3 separate regions of the Mus musculus genome follow, and regions 1 and 2 are each linked to region 3. Evidence: chromatin contacts called from public HiChIP or PLAC-seq and promoter capture Hi-C data. All regions are on one chromosome and are shown on one strand. Each heading gives the region's core, a stretch centred on a gene start, on an enhancer-like site or on the middle of the called end of the contact. The rest is flanking DNA. Distances are from core to core; before and after follow the strand shown.

Region 1 (4,553 bases), core at 1,671-4,170, 380 kb before region 3:
CCAGGAAGTATGAGAGACAGTAAAGGAGGGATGAGGCTGTGGGGTGCATTAGATTGGCCAGTATGGGCTTGTCCTAAGAAAGATGGGGTAGAATTCGGGGAAGCTCAGGGGCATGACTTACCTCTTTGACAATAGAGAAAAGCCACCAGAGAAACCATACAGAAGATGACATATACTAAAGTCACCACTGGGACTATCCATCCACCAGTTCTCAACAGCCAGAGCCACACTGCTAAGAGGAAAGTGCTTTGAGACAAGGACCCCACAATGCAGCTTACTCCCCAACCCCTCAAGGGGCATACGGCTGAGAGCCCAGAGCAGGACACAGACCTCAAGCCTTAATCTCTCCAGGGGGCTCTTCTCCCGTCCACTAAGGAAGAACCAGTTGTTCCCAGGAGCACAAGGATTGAGCCACGGAGCACAAGACAGTAACTAACCGCATATAAAGCACGGCCATCCTAGCAAGGTGAGGACTAGGGAGTCAATTCCGCAGTTAGGGGTAATCATGGTCAAAATGTAGGGCATTTTGTGAGTCTACCAAGTCAGAGCTGAGATTCAACACATGTTGGGATCACGTTTAGAGTGGAAGCTGAGGTCGTAGCACTTAACAGTTGTGGTCAGGATAGCATGGTAGCATTGTATTAAGGAGAAGCATAGGCGAGGTGTTGTGGCAAATTTGATGGATGGAGTGAGGAAAAAGAAGATAGTCAAGCTCCTAACTTGGGCAAATGGACCCATGTATATTCTTCTGGGTGCTCCATTTGTGCAAAGCCACCCAAAGAGTATATGTGGGCAAGATGTTCATTTCACTTTATATATCAAGCCTGAAATGTCCCTGAGGCATGAAATGGCCATCCCAGGAGATGACTGGGTATGGGGAGTATAGTGCCCAGGGAAGGTATAAGGCATGGTAACCTAGGAACCACGGGAGTGAAGAATGCCAAACAAGACGAGGGTGTGGATAGGAGCGAGTACAAGGCCCAGGGCTCCATCCAACAGGGAGCGGTGGTGGAGGAAGCAGTCAGCAGAGCGGTGGTGGAGGAAGCAGTCAGCAAAGCTCACAGGAGACCCAGAAAAACGAGTTCTCAGAAGCGATGAACAAAAAGCTGGAGTTAGGATTCAGTGAACAAACTGGAGTCTTGAGACTGGTCCTGGTGCCAGCTCCAAGTCTGGCTTAGTACTTAGTACTTGTACTCACGCCTCAGCCTCCCAAGTTCTAGGGTTACATTTATACACTATCAGTCCTTGTCTGTCTGTCTGTCTGTCTGTCAGTCTGTCTGTCTGCCTTCCTTTCTGTCTGTCTCTACACACAGAGACTTCTAGGGGTGGAAACAGAGCCTCATCCATGCTAAACACACACTCGACCACAGAACCACACCCCTAACTCTTCCAATTCTTCCAGTAGCTCCACACAGAGTCCCAGAATTGGAAGAAACCCTACCTGACCTTGCAATGACCTTCACGTGCCTCTCGATGGTCAGGTTTCCTCGGAGACAATAATAGGTGCCTTCATCTAAAGCTGTGGCTTGGGGCAGAAGCAGAAGAGACCCCCAAACCCACATCTCTCTGACCGGGTGCTCTCCCCCAAGGCTTAGGCTCAGTAGTGAAACATTAGGTCTCCTAGGATGCACATGGGTCCAGGAGATGGAGCCTTTGGCCACTGGGACAGGGGGTACCCCACAGGACAGCCAAAGTGTGGAGCCGGGTGCCACAGTGAGATCTAAGGCAGGGAGAGAAGAGGTAAGGAAAATACAATCATCTCCCCCAACCCCCGAGTTCCCAGCACCCTCCCTATCCTTGAGCCCCCACTTCCCAGCATCCACACAGCACTGTCCCCTTACCTTGGTTGATTAGACTCTGATTCAAACTGCTCCCCCGAGGGGCACATACAGGCTTTGTTCCCCAGACCTTAGGATGGTCTTTAGCCCACACATACAGCTGGGAACCAGAAGTGGACCTGTGGCTCCCAGAGGACCTGTTCCTTAGGTCACAGTCCAGGTCCCTGACGTCTGAAGCATTCCACCGGAACATCTCCCCTGGGAAGAGACCCCAGACTAGATACAGACCAGGAGAAGGGGGAGATACAAAGGCTGGGAAGAGCAGAGCCAGAGATACAGGGAGAAAGCAACTATGACTAACAGACAAGCGAGACAGAGATACGGAGTAGCTCAGAGCAGTTACCAAACCATAGGAAGTAGGTGCCTAGAACTAATTCCTTCTTCGCCGCTGCAGCCCTGCCAGACCAAAGAACTTCCTCTGTCCATGGAGAGCTCCTCTTTACCTCCACAACCCAGCCCCACCAGGCACTCACCACTATCCTCCACGTTCACTGTCCAGGCAGGCTGCCAGATGTCCTTGAAAGGGGGCCTCTTCTGGCACAGGTAGAAGCCCCCCATATGGTCTGAGACATTGACAATCACTAGCAAGATGCCCAGGGACCCCACGTGCAATCCCAGGCCAGGGGACCCGGGGCTCAGCTCCAGGAAGGGTGTTGACTGGTTACCTCGATACCAAGCCAGCTTCTCAGAAGAGACAGGTGAGGAGTCCGGGAGGCATGGCAGCACAACATTGCCTCCCTCTGTGGGGAGAGGAAAAGGGGAGCCCCAGCCCCTCTTCCCTCCTCATAAATCAAAGGACCCCAGAAGTCCACCATATGGAAGCTCTAAGGGTCTTTCTGACTCCTCCCAGTTTACAAGTAAGAAAATGGAGGCTCCAAGAAGGCCAGTTACTCAACTCAGAACCCAGACTTTCAACCCTAGCTCCTTCCCCCCAGACGTACAGACAGATAGATAGACATACCTTCTACCTCCACCAGTAAGGACTTCTGGGGCCTGCCTCCTACTAAGGTAAGAAAGAGGAGGAAGGAGACAGGGAGAGGAGATGGCATGGTAGCCAGGCTCCCTGGGGCACCCGGCTTCTGCGTGGCTGCGCAGAGGATGCTGGGGCGAGCAGGAGCCTAGTGGGCAATGAACCATGGGTGTCTGTGAGGGTGGTGGCAGTCCCCGTATAGAGGAAAGGGGTGGTCACACCTTAGGTTAGGCCTCCATTTGCAGGCACTCTTCCAAATCCACAACACTTGTCCCCCTCCCTGTCACCCAGCACTTAGCCCAAGTGTGTGACCTTCTATATGGTTTGGCATGGGAGTTCCTCCGGGTAAGGCTAACATCTTCACTACTGCACACACAGAGCTTTCCACATAGTGGCACCTGTTAAATATTTTTCAGATGAGTGGGTGCAGGCTTAAGTTAGGGTTTTCTTTCTCCTCCTCTCTCCAGGCTCCAGGCTCTGACCTTATTTTACACCTCTGTTTCCCAGCTGGTGAAGTTAAAGGCATATGCCACAATGTCTGGCATCCGCTTTTTTTCCTCTATCATCTGGGGATAGCATTAGGATTTTTATATTGGGTCTGGTGATCCAGGCTTATAATTCCAGTTACTGGAGAGGATCACAAAAGTCAAGGCCAGCTTGGACTGCAGAGTGAGTTCAAAGCCACTCTAAAGTACTCAGGGAGACCTTATCTGAAAATTAAAAAATACTTTTTTAAAAAGTTGAGGACATAGTTCAGTGCCAAAGTATATACAAGACCCTAGATTTAATCCCTCCTACCACACAGACATAGACGCAGACAGACAGACAGACACACACACACACACAGACACACACACACAAACACACACACATTTTAGGTTTCATTCTAGCTTAGACTATATAGCAAGACCTCCCCCTCAAAAAAGAAAGAGCCAAACAGGCAGAGTGGCACACACCTTTAATCCCAGCAACTGGGAGGCAGCAACAAGTGGATCGCTGTAAGTTTCAGGCCAGCCATGGCTACATAGTGAGAATCTGTCTCAATCCCACCCTACCCTCCACCCCCCAAAGAAAGGGACTGTGAGCTGGGTAGATAATGTAGCCCAGTGGTAGTACACTTGCCTACCATATACAATTCCCTGAGTTGTAGCACAAGAAAAAAGTGTGTGATGTGTATGGGGTGTGTGTGTGTGTGTGTGTGTGTGTGTGTGTGTGTATGTGGTCTCTTTGTGGTGTGTGAGTGTGTGTGTGGTCTCTGTGTGTATAATATTTTATGTAGTGTATGTGTGTGTATGTGGTATGTGTATATGTAGTTTGTATGTAGTAATGTGTGTATGTGGTTTGTGTATGTAGTATGTATGTGTGATGTGTCTGTGTGTGTATGTGGTGTGTGTATGTGTGTTGTGTGTGTGTGTATATGTAGTTTGTATGTAGTATTGTGTGTATGTGGTTTGTGTGTGTATGTGGTGTGTGTGTGTGTTGTGTGGCTTTTTTGGCCTAGTTTACAGTTCAGTTTCTGAGAGTCATCATCAGTTTATGGCTGAGAGTGGCGCCCAGTCATAAACCATGGTTAAATTTCCTCATCTCTAAGCAGGTTAGTAAGAGAGCAGACCAGAAACTGTGCTGGGGACATGGCAATCAGAGCTGGGAGGGGGCTAGACAGTGGATGGGGAGCAAGAGCCGTGTGCTTTGCAGTGGTCTTTCAAAATGGCTTCTTATTAGGATCCCTTTGTTCTCCAGGTAAT
Region 2 (4,989 bases), core at 181-2,680, 370 kb after region 3:
GCGCTAAGTCAGCATGAACAAGCCAGTGACATGTCTCCACTCCAACTGCAAGCTGCAGGAGAAAGTGAGAAACAACCCCAGCAGCTGCGTCCCTGTGCACATGCTAGCATGCAGGGAGTGTTAAAGCTGAAAATTTCTAAGAGAAAGACCAAATCGACAACTGACCTATTAAAGCAAGCTTTATGTAATACTGGCTAGGACAATGGACCCTGGCCAGATCCATACCCAGGATCCATGAAGATTGGCCCCCAATTAGGTCAGACGGGTGCCTACAAAGGTCAAACCCACAGGCTCTGGTACTTTCTGCTTCCATACATCCTGATGTACTACTTCCTGCCCATGTGTCTTCTGCCTACTGGCGATCAAGGTCTTCCTGTGCAGCATGGGCAACCAAGCTTGTGTACTGAAGGGAAAACACAGGCCTTGTTATCTGACGTGAACAGCAGCCCAGGGAGTTACCTGTCCTTGGGCAAATGGGATTAGCCTTTACAGTCCCCATGTGCAATGTTTAGAACAAAGAAAGTGAAAAAATATATATATAGGGTATGGTGGGATATATTTGTAATCCAGCATTAAGAGACTGAGATAGGAGGATCAAGAGTTTGAGGCCAGCCTGGTAGATTCAGGGAAGCCTGGGTTACAAAGTGAGACAAAAAAAGGGGGGGGGGCAAACTACCCATCAGATAGAAAAGATAGGTAGACCAGATATTCAAACAATAAAACAGTAGAAAACAAGCTAAAGAATGAGAGGCTCTTGTGAGTAGACATTTCTCAAAAGGACGCAGGTATGTGGGCTCATGCAACCAAAGTCACAAAACATCTGGGAGCACTGGTGTTGCTCATAATCTCAGTTCTGGGGAGCTGACTGCAGGGGAGTCCCTGGGGCTCACTCAACAGCCAGGTCCAGGGCCTAGTGAGAGACCCCGTCTAACACAAGGTTGATCTTTGCCTCCACTTACGTGCATATACATACCTGCACACAGACACACACACATATACAAAAAAATAAAACCTTTTAAAATATGGAATTAGAAGCTGGGTGTAATGGTGCATGCCTTCTATCCCAGCAATTCCGGGAGGTAGAGGCAGGAGGATCTCTGTGAGTTTGAGGCCAGCATGGTCTACACAGAAAGTATGTAACACAGAAAAGGATGTAACACAGAAAAACCCTATCTCAAAAAAATAAAGAAACTAGCAAAGAAAACCAGGAGTTAGGTTTGGTGGCTTGTATGTTTAATCCTATCACCCAAGAGGCTGAGGCAGGAAACCCACAGGTTTGAGGCCAGCCTGGGCTATAAATTGAGACCCTGTGCTTCAAAAAGCAAAGCTAACAGCAACAAGAAGTGCTTGAGAGGAGGAGGAGAAGGGAACACTCAGACATTCTTGGTGAGAATGCAAATTAGTATAACCATTATGGAAAACAGTACAAAGGTTCCTCAAAATGCTAGAAACCGGGCTGGGAAGTAGCTCCATGGCAGACAATGTGCATCACATGAGAGGGTTTAATCCCTAGAGAAAAAGAGAAGTATCGTTTGAAAGGTCTTGGGATATCATAACGCTGAAATGATATGAAATGAGAGTCAGGCACAGCGGCACACACCTGCAACCCCAGCACTGGAGAAGAAGGGGGGGGGGCGTTCAAAGCCAGCCTGGCCTAGCTTACATGGAAAGTTCCAGTACAGTCATGAAAGAGCCATCACCTAGGCAATTCTCAGTCACCCCACACTTCCTGGCTTGTCAGGCATGTCCCCAGACTAAGTTATGCAAAGGCTCTGAGAATAGTTCAAAAGAACAACCTTATAAAGTCCCAGATGATAATTACCAACGAAAGGCTACTTCAAAGCTTACACGCGCCATCACTCCAGATTCATGTGAGATACGAGAAACCACGTGTGACATTGTCCAAAACCAAAACCACGAAAAGCAAACAGAACCATTTGATCCAGCAATCCAGCTACTGGGTAAATGGACAGGGAGGGAAGCCTGTGTCCAAGAGCTATCTGCACTGTCACATTGTCACAACTGTCACAGACGAAGGGGTTTGCCTTCTCCAAATGCCTAGCAGCCTTGGGGCCTGGTTAGTTTTGTATCAACTTGACACAGGCTAGAGTTTTCTGGAAAAAGGAACCTCAATTGAGAAAATACCTCCTTTAGACTGTAGGCATATCTGTGACAGGATTTTAGAATTCTCGTATTGCACATGAATCTGGAGTGATGGCGCGTGTAAGCTTTGAAGTAGCCTTTTGTTGGTAATTATCATCTGGGACTTTATAAGGTTGTTCTTTTGAACTATTCTCAGAGCCTTTGCATAACTTAGTCTAGGGGCATGCCTGACAAACCAGGAAGTGTGGAGTGACTGAGAATTGCTTAGGTGGCGGGTCTTTCAAGACAACCGGGAGATCAGATAAGAAGTTTTGGTATGTGGAAATTGACTTGATAAGGTGCCTTTTAGGTAACAATAAAGAGCATCTAGGGAGCTGTCAGTGTTCAGTCCTTGCTAGGCTGATCCCCCTGCTGCAGAGAATTTCATCTCTTTTATTCTGTCCATCCTCCCAGTAGGGCACTTTCTTGATTAAAGATTGTTCTGGAATGGCCCATCCTCCTGTGGGTGGTGCTACCCCTGAACAAGGGAGACTGGGTTCCAGAAGAAAGCAGACTGAGCAAGCTATGCAGAGCAAGCCAGTAAGCAGCAGCCATCTCCCTGCTTCCCCCCACCCCCCAACCTCTACTCCAGTTCCTGCCTTGAGTTCCTGCCCTGACTTCCCTCAGGGTAGACTGCATGAAATGATCCTTTTCCTTCCCACGATGTTTTTAGTCATGCTGTTTATCACAGCAATAGAACAACCAGGATTTGACCCAGCTCTGCCTATTGGCTTGTTGCTGGGCATTTGTCTGTATACTGAGGCTCTTGGAATTCTATTTTCCAGTTGCTAATATTCCACAACAGAAAAACTGATCTATGAAGTTTCTGTTTCTGTAAAATACCACTGCTGTGGTGGTGGTGCGTGTCTGTGATCCCAGCCCTGGAGAGGCAGAGGCAGGTAGATCTCTGTGGGTTTAAAATTGTTCTGGTAAAAAAATAAATAAAATAAAATAAAATTGTCCTGGTCTACATAGCAAGTTCCAGGGTGGGGAGGGCTACATAGTGAGACCCTGTTTCAAACAAAAAATAAACTCACAAAGCATTTTTCCTGGTTGAGTTTGGCATCCAGGGTCCCTGCAGCCAGCCATCATGAGCTGCCCCTGAGCAGGCAGTAAGGGTCTCCATATCAGGACTCAGAGGGCTCAGTGCTCCAGGTCAGAGCCCAGGGCCTTTATTTCACCTTGGGATCCTGTGTAATGCTTGGGGAATGAGGCCAGGGGAGGACGAACCTCGAGCCTCGAGGACAGGCAGCATCCTTTAGGTATCTTTCCCTGGTAGGATCTCCTTCTCAGGGAAGGGAAAGGCAGGGGCCTCTGCTGGCCTGTCAGGGTCAGGGCTGGAAAACCCGTAGGTTCTATGATTTGGGATTTCATCATTTCTTTTTCCCTTAAGTTTCTGGTTGCTTTCACTGATTCTCTCTGTGCATGTGTGTGTGTGTGTGTGTGTGTGTGTGCATCAGATCCCATTATAGATGGTTCTAATTCTGAGCATATGTGCATGAGTGTATGCATGTGTGTATAAGTATGTGTATGTTTTTCTGGTTGCTTAATTAATTCTGTGTGTGTGTGTGTCTTGTACATCTGTGTGTCTGTATGTTTGTATCTCTCTCTCTCTCTCTCTCTCTCTCTCTCTCTCTCTCTCTCTCTCTCTGTGTGTGTGTGTGTGTGTGTGTGTGTGTGTGTGTGAAGGCAGAAAAGGGCATAAGATCTCTGGGAGCTCGAGTGATAGGCAGTTGTGCGGCACTTGGTGTGGTGCTAAGACTGAACTTGGTCCCATGTTTTTTTGGGGTTTTTTTTTGTTTTTGGTTTTTCGAGACAGGGTTTCTCTGTATAGCCCTGGCTGTCCTGGAACTCACTTTGTAGACCAGGCTGGCCTCGAACTCAGAAATCCGCCTGCCTCTGCCTCCCGAGTGTTGGGATTAAAGGCGTGCGCCACCACGCCCGGCGGTCCCATGTTTTAAACACCAAGCCATCTCTCGAGCCTCCAGGCTCAGTTTTGCTTACTTGGTTCTGGGGATGGAACTCATATGCTTGTGCATCTAGCAACTTAGCAACCAAGCCATCTCCTCCAAATTTTTTTTCAAGATTTATTCATTTATACATGTTAGTGCTGTATTTGCATCTATGCCTGCAGGACAGAAGAGGGCATCAGATCCCAGTATAGAGGGTTGTGAGCCATCATGTGGTTGCTGGGAATTGAACTTAGGTCCTCTGGAAAAGCAGCCAGTCCTCTTAAATGATGAATCATCTTTCCAGCTCCCACACTCCACCCCATGTCCCCTTTTTCTTTTTTATAAAACTTCCTTTTTTTTTTTCTTTTTCTGACTTTATTGTCAGAACCAACCACATTCTTAATACCATCATCACTTTGAGCTGTCTTGTGTTGTGGATTTGGTCTAATGCTACCTGTGTTAATTTGGTCACCAAAACTACAGGAGAATCTGCACATCTGCACATAAGATACTGAGGGACCCTGCCCGCAGTTGGTTTTGATTGGTAAATAAAGTTTCCAGCAGCCAGTGACTGGGCAGGGAGACAGAGGTGGGACTTTAGGACTCTCAGGCAAGGGACCGAGGGAGGAGGAAGAGGGTATCTGCCGTGCTGGGAAAGGAGTAGCTACCATGCCTGAGAAGGTGGGACGGACAGACAGCCGACATGTAAGAGCTGAGGAAGGCAGGACAGACAGCCAACATGTAAGAGCTGAGGAAGAGAGGCCCCAGGGAGGCCCCAACTGGGCTGAGGGCAACTATGATGGAATGTAGATTTTAGTAAGTAATAACTCAGGAATATAATATTAGAGGGCAGGTGTTAGCCATGTGGAGGCTTGGGAGTGGCTCAGCCATTAAG
Region 3 (5,089 bases), core at 406-2,905:
CCAACCTTGGGTCCCTCCTCCCCCTTTCTTCTGCCTGTACCGCACCGGTGGACTCATCTGCAGCCAGGATGCCCTTGCCCGGAGCCACAATGCGGTGAGCGATGTCAGACAGCTCCTTCTTCTGCTCCGGGGTCAGTGCTGGGTATGGGTGGGGCATGGTGCCGGTGGCAGTGCTTTCCTGGGTGAGGGAGGCAGACAGAGACCAGCGCTTAGTTGGACCATCCCATGGTCTCCCCGGTAACAAAGCTTCCCTGGAGGCCAGGGCACTAGCCCCCACCTCCCCTGCCCCACTCCCTGAGGGTCCTGGGATACTTCCTGTCCCAGAGCTCTCCCCTACTCCCGACTTCCCTATACTAGACCTGCCTCTTCCTGTACCTTTCCTAACTCTGTCTGTTGCTGGGTGTTGCCCAGCTCAGAGTGGGGTTGCTCACTGGCAACTGGGGGAAAGGAAAAAGCCAGAGCCAGGGACAGGCGGGTCATGTTGAAGCTGGACCCATCTGGCCTGCGCGTTGCCATGGGTCACCTTGCCTAGAAACAAAATTGAACCGGGAATATTTTAGAATTTAAGGATCACGAATAGGGCAGAGAGCCTAATACCCTCATCTGAAAGAGCCCAAGAAAGAAATGATCTGTGCTCAAAGCCACATAGCAACCCAAAGGCGAGAGTTAAGAGAGAACCAAGATTTCCCGACTGAGGTGGGGGGGCCCCTTCTAATCCACCCAGGGCCGGCCCAGGCTTCAAGGACACCCCAAGGTCAGGCTTCTCTCTTCGTGATGGTTGCGGGGGAGGAGCTCGAGGAAAAGGATTAATTATTAGGAAAAACACAGGGCCATCAGAAGCACAGAAAAGGGGCTATGGAGCCCAGGTAGAACGAAACCTTTGCCTCCATACTGTTAGAAGGGGAGGGAAAGGATGTACGAGGCACGTGCACTTCTACGCTACAGCGGTTCCAGACTCAGAATCAAGGTCACAGATAAGGAAAGATAGTAAAGTGTTAATGGGCAACAGAGTACTGCAGCTGAGGAGTTTAGCCTTCTCTCCTGGGGCTCCCCCGAAAGGAAACCAATTTCCTCCACCCCATCGCGTAAATCCTGAGACGGTGTAAGAGCCGATCGCCCCCGTCTCCCCATCGCTTCTTGAGATCTCTTGAATAGGAAATGGGACCCTGATGCTTTGCATAGCGGAGAGTTTTTGCAAAAATAAAGAGGGGTCTGTTTTTCCACCTCATCTTGCTTCCTCCCCCGGCATGACTCAGCGCGCTGAGTTGCTGCGTGGCGCAGCGAACCGCCAGGGCGCAGGCCGGAGAACCCGGGCTGGGGGCAAGCGTGGGGGTAGAAAAAGGAGAAGTGAGGGGCCGTGGGGAAGACGGCTCTGCACTGCCCGCCACCGGCCCAAGATCCTAACCCCATAGACCCTTCCCCGAGCACGTGTCAAATGGCGCTCACCTGGCACAGGACGGGGTGGGTCTGCCTGGTACGCCGGTGGGTAGGCGAAAGGACTAAGGAGCGAACGCGGCTAGGGTCACCAGAACCTCGTTCTGCTGCGCGTTCCAAGAGAACGCAGCCTATTCAGCTGGGTTGGGGGGGACGGGAGGCGGGGCCCCGGACATTTAAAGGCGCCGCTCCGCCCTCTGCAGGTTTTTTCCCTTGCAGGGACGGGAACCGTCCAATTGAAGGTGGGCACTGTGCGCAGCACCGCCCCAAGATGCTCCGATAGGAGGCGGCACTGGGGAGGAGACAAGCGGCTAGAACACGATCCCTCCTCCGCCCCGCTAGGACGTGACTCGAGCCACATCCCGCAGGTCACCAGGCCCCCCCCCCCAACACCCCCCCCCCCAACCCCTGCCTGGCGCGCGCGCGAACATCGTGACTCAGCCGGAATGTGGGTTGGCGAAGAGTAGGGAGGGGGTCAGAGTGAGATGGTGGCTGGCCTCTCCTCCAAGACCCCTGGCTTCCGGCTGTGTAGTTGCAGCCTGACGTCACTGCTAAGAACGCAGAGCTTCGGAGCCTCCCTGCCTGCCTGCTTCGTCGCTTGACTAAAATGCAGGGCGCGTTCCATCTCTCCCTGGCCAGAGCACGGCGCAGCTGACATGGTACGCAGGCAAAACCTCCCAGAACTAGTGTGCCGGCCACATCGGAACTGAGTGGCGTATCCAGGCCTGGCGTTGCCTAGCAGATTGGCGGGAGGCACCACCCGCGAGCTAAACACACCCAGTTTGAGGAAATGACCGACAAGGACTGGCCCAAGCCAGACAGGTCTTTCCCGAACCTGATTTCCTTCTCCAAAATAAAAAAATCCGTCTCGGAGCTCTCTTGTCACCCTGTAACTCTCAGAGCACTCAGTTTCCTCAGGTCCCAATCCGCAACCCCCATTCCCATCCTGCAATCCGGATAGCGGCCCACCTGTGGCGCAGTGACAGAAGCCGCAGAGCCCGGTCAGCAGAGAGTGAGCCCGGCAGTCCAGGGCTGGGTTTTAAGGCAGCTCCTACTCCCCACCCCTCCCCTACACACCCCCGCACCAGTGTCCCAGACCTTCTCGGTAACCCCTGCCCTTTCCCCACCACGAATCCCGCGGCCGGGACCTATATTTAGGGAAACCTGAGGCTCCTGACATTCATCCCTGCGTGGGGGGTGAAGAAGAGGCAGCTTTGGTTTGCCTTGAGAGGAGGAGGTGCCACTGCTCACTCACCGGTCTTTAGAGGAACCTCTTCCTTGGAAATACAGTGAAATTAGTCAAGAAATCAGTCTCAGGTCCAGGATCTGTAAGGCAGAACAAGAAGGGAAAACATCTAGATATTGCCTCCCACTGCCTCCTCTGGTTCCCTCCTCCCTTGACTCTGGTGCCTGCTGGTGGTTGTACTTTTTTTTTTTTTCCAAAGGAGAGCAGATGCAGGCAGGATACTCACCTCTTAAAATAACCAGGAGTCTAAAGGCAGGGTGTGGCTGGCCATCCCTTTATCCTGATAGTCCAGGTTGGCAGAAACCTCCCACACTGTTGCCTGGGTGAGCAATGTCCTGCATCCTCACCCTCACATACAATAGTTTATCAGGGAAGGGAGAGGAAGAAAGGCAGGGGCACTGGCCAGAGCATCAGGCCCTTTTCAGCGGTCCAAGGGCTCTCAGAATCCTGCCTTTCAGAGAACTCAAGGTTCCCAGGTAATTAGGCTGGGCCTGCCATCCATAGCTCCAGTGCAGTAGCTCCAGTAATGATGTCCTGAGGATCATAGAGGGGGCCCTGGGGACTGGCCACTCCCCAAAGAACAACGTCCCCAGCCCCATCTTTCATCTGAGCTTGATCTCGAAACAGAGGCAGTTGAGGCTCTGGCAGTCTGGGAGCTGGCAGGCACAGGCACAGTCACACAGTGGGCAGCAGCCAGGGCATCGAGGGGCCCAACCCTAAAGGAGAAGAGAGAGGTGGGTAAGCAGAGGGGCTGAGGAGCACCCACCCACCAGCCCAGTGGGACGGAGAGACAAAGCACTGGAAAGGAAGCACCCTCCATGCTGAACAGCAGCAGTGATAAAGTATCTGTCCCACTGGGTCCTGTGTGTGTGCGCGCGCGCGTGCGCGCGCGCGCGCGTGTGTGTATGCGCACATAGTAGGTATACTATACTCTCAAAGCCCTATGCAACCTAGAGGAAGTCAGGACCAGAAACATGTTTCAATCCTCATGAAGATAATTTCTGGGCTTTGGACTTTCTTGCTGGCATGAAACCAAACTATAATATCTCCTCCTAACGTTCCTCGTGAGACAGGCTCTCCCTCTACAGCTCAGACTAGTCAAGAGCCATGAAACCCAAGCTGGCCTCAAAAAAAATGACAATCCTTACTTCAACCTACTAAGTACTGGGGTTCCTCTTGTCCTGTTTTGAGACAGGGTTTCACTGTATGGCCTGGCTATCATGGAATTTACTCACTTCCTAGTGCTGACGCTGGCAGAGATAGATCTCTGTGAGTTTGGACCAGCCTGATCTACTATTTGAGTTCTAGGATAGCCAGGGCTACGCAGAGCAGTGGTTCCCAACCTTCCTAATGCTACCTTTTAATACAGTTCCCCATGTTGTGGTGACTCCCAACCAAAAAAGAATTTTTGTTGCTACTTTACACCTGTAATTTTGCTGTTATGAATCATAAATATCTGGGTTTTTATAACCTTAGGTCAGCCCTGTATAAGTTAATACCCACCTCCACCCCCACAAAGGGCCATAACCCACAGGTTGAGAACCACTGACAGAAAGGGACCCTGTCTAAGCCAGGTGTCCGGACCATGGCTCAGTGGTTAAGAGCAATGGCTGTTCTTCCAGAGGACCTGAGTTCAGCTCCCAGCACATATATACAGTGACTCACAGCCATCACGACTCCAGATCCCAAGATCCTGGGGATCTGACATTTTCTTCTGACTTCCTCAGATACATACGAGTCATACAATCGGGCAAAACGTTCAGAGATAAGATAAATCTTAAAGGGAGGGGTTTCCTCAGTGATGAATTGAACTTGGGATGTCACAAACACAAGGCAAGCACTCTGCTTCTGAGCCACCTTGAATGGGGGTCACACTCGTGGGGGGCTCATCACAAAATAATGAGATAGAAACTCAGTGGTTTGCCCAAAAGACTACAACCAGCAAGAGAAACTGGTTTGGACTAGAGTTGCTTTCCCCAGGCCTTGGAGTCTCCCGTGCCTGCCCTCCCAAGGCCAGGAATGCTGGCTTCATTCTAAGGCTTCAAAAGCAAGGATCATTGGCCTAGTGCTCTGTTTAGTATGAGATTTATGCTCAGCAGGTGCCTGAGACACAGAGAGTGTGACCACATGAACTAACCTAAGCATATCACTTTACTCTCCTTAGGCAAAGGCAGAAGAAGGCCTCTTCTGTCTGTCTGTCTGTCTGTCTGTCTCATGGACATAATGTCCTGAGACATAGGAGCATTCACCCCTGTAGCCCACGGCTCCTCTAACCCGAGACAGAAATGATCTACAGCTGCCCCAGACATGGATGGGAGGCAGGCCAAGGCCCTGGAGTGGACATACCCGGCGTGGCTGTGTGACAGACACTGGCTCCTTAAGGCCACGAGCAAAGCTAGTGACAGCCAC

Evidence for each region. HiChIP or PLAC-seq counts read pairs in DNA pulled down with a chosen protein or histone mark. Capture Hi-C pulls out chosen DNA fragments and counts their contacts.
Region 1: a contact with region 3 is called in a promoter capture Hi-C map of adipose tissue. The contact joins the promoter of Cd19 here to the promoter of Aldoa in region 3. A contact is called at or near these places in 2 of 39 promoter capture datasets (the HPC-7 cell line and embryonic stem cells), 3 of 484 Hi-C or Micro-C datasets (B cells and embryonic stem cells), 1 of 115 datasets of contacts at active chromatin or transcription factors (pro-B cells) and 2 of 9 other capture datasets (adipose tissue and liver).
Region 2: an H3K4me3 HiChIP or PLAC-seq map of bone marrow-derived macrophages shows a contact between it and region 3, with 4 times the contacts expected there. The contact joins the enhancer-like site here to the promoter of Aldoa in region 3. A contact is called at or near these places in 5 of 39 promoter capture datasets (the C10 cell line, the HPC-7 cell line, cranial neural crest and 2 more), 15 of 115 datasets of contacts at active chromatin or transcription factors (the 230-238 cell line, bone marrow-derived macrophages, craniofacial prominence and 9 more) and 2 of 9 other capture datasets (embryonic stem cells and liver).

Annotation. Positions count from the first base shown.
Region 1 is chr7:126,411,950-126,416,502 of GRCm38.p6, forward strand. It overlaps Cd19 (CD19 antigen), which reads right to left and starts at 2,921. Exons shown (of 15, transcript NM_009844.2): 1 at 2,800-2,921; 2 at 2,312-2,578; 3 at 1,842-2,036; 4 at 1,442-1,720; 5 at 122-232. The coding sequence starts at 2,887.
Region 2 is chr7:127,164,336-127,169,324 of GRCm38.p6, forward strand. No RefSeq gene overlaps it. Among named protein-coding and RNA genes, the nearest start is that of Spn, 29 kb to the left of the region's middle. Within about 2 kb of position 1,431, at least 24 of the 459 cell types and tissues checked have an H3K27ac peak or open chromatin away from gene starts, as enhancers often do. A contact at or near this core is called in the HPC-7 cell line and bone marrow-derived macrophages, where this site is marked.
Region 3 is chr7:126,797,599-126,802,687 of GRCm38.p6, forward strand. It overlaps Aldoa (aldolase A, fructose-bisphosphate), which reads right to left and starts at 1,656. Exons shown (of 9, transcript NM_007438.4): 1 at 1,447-1,656; 2 at 46-178. The coding sequence starts at 157.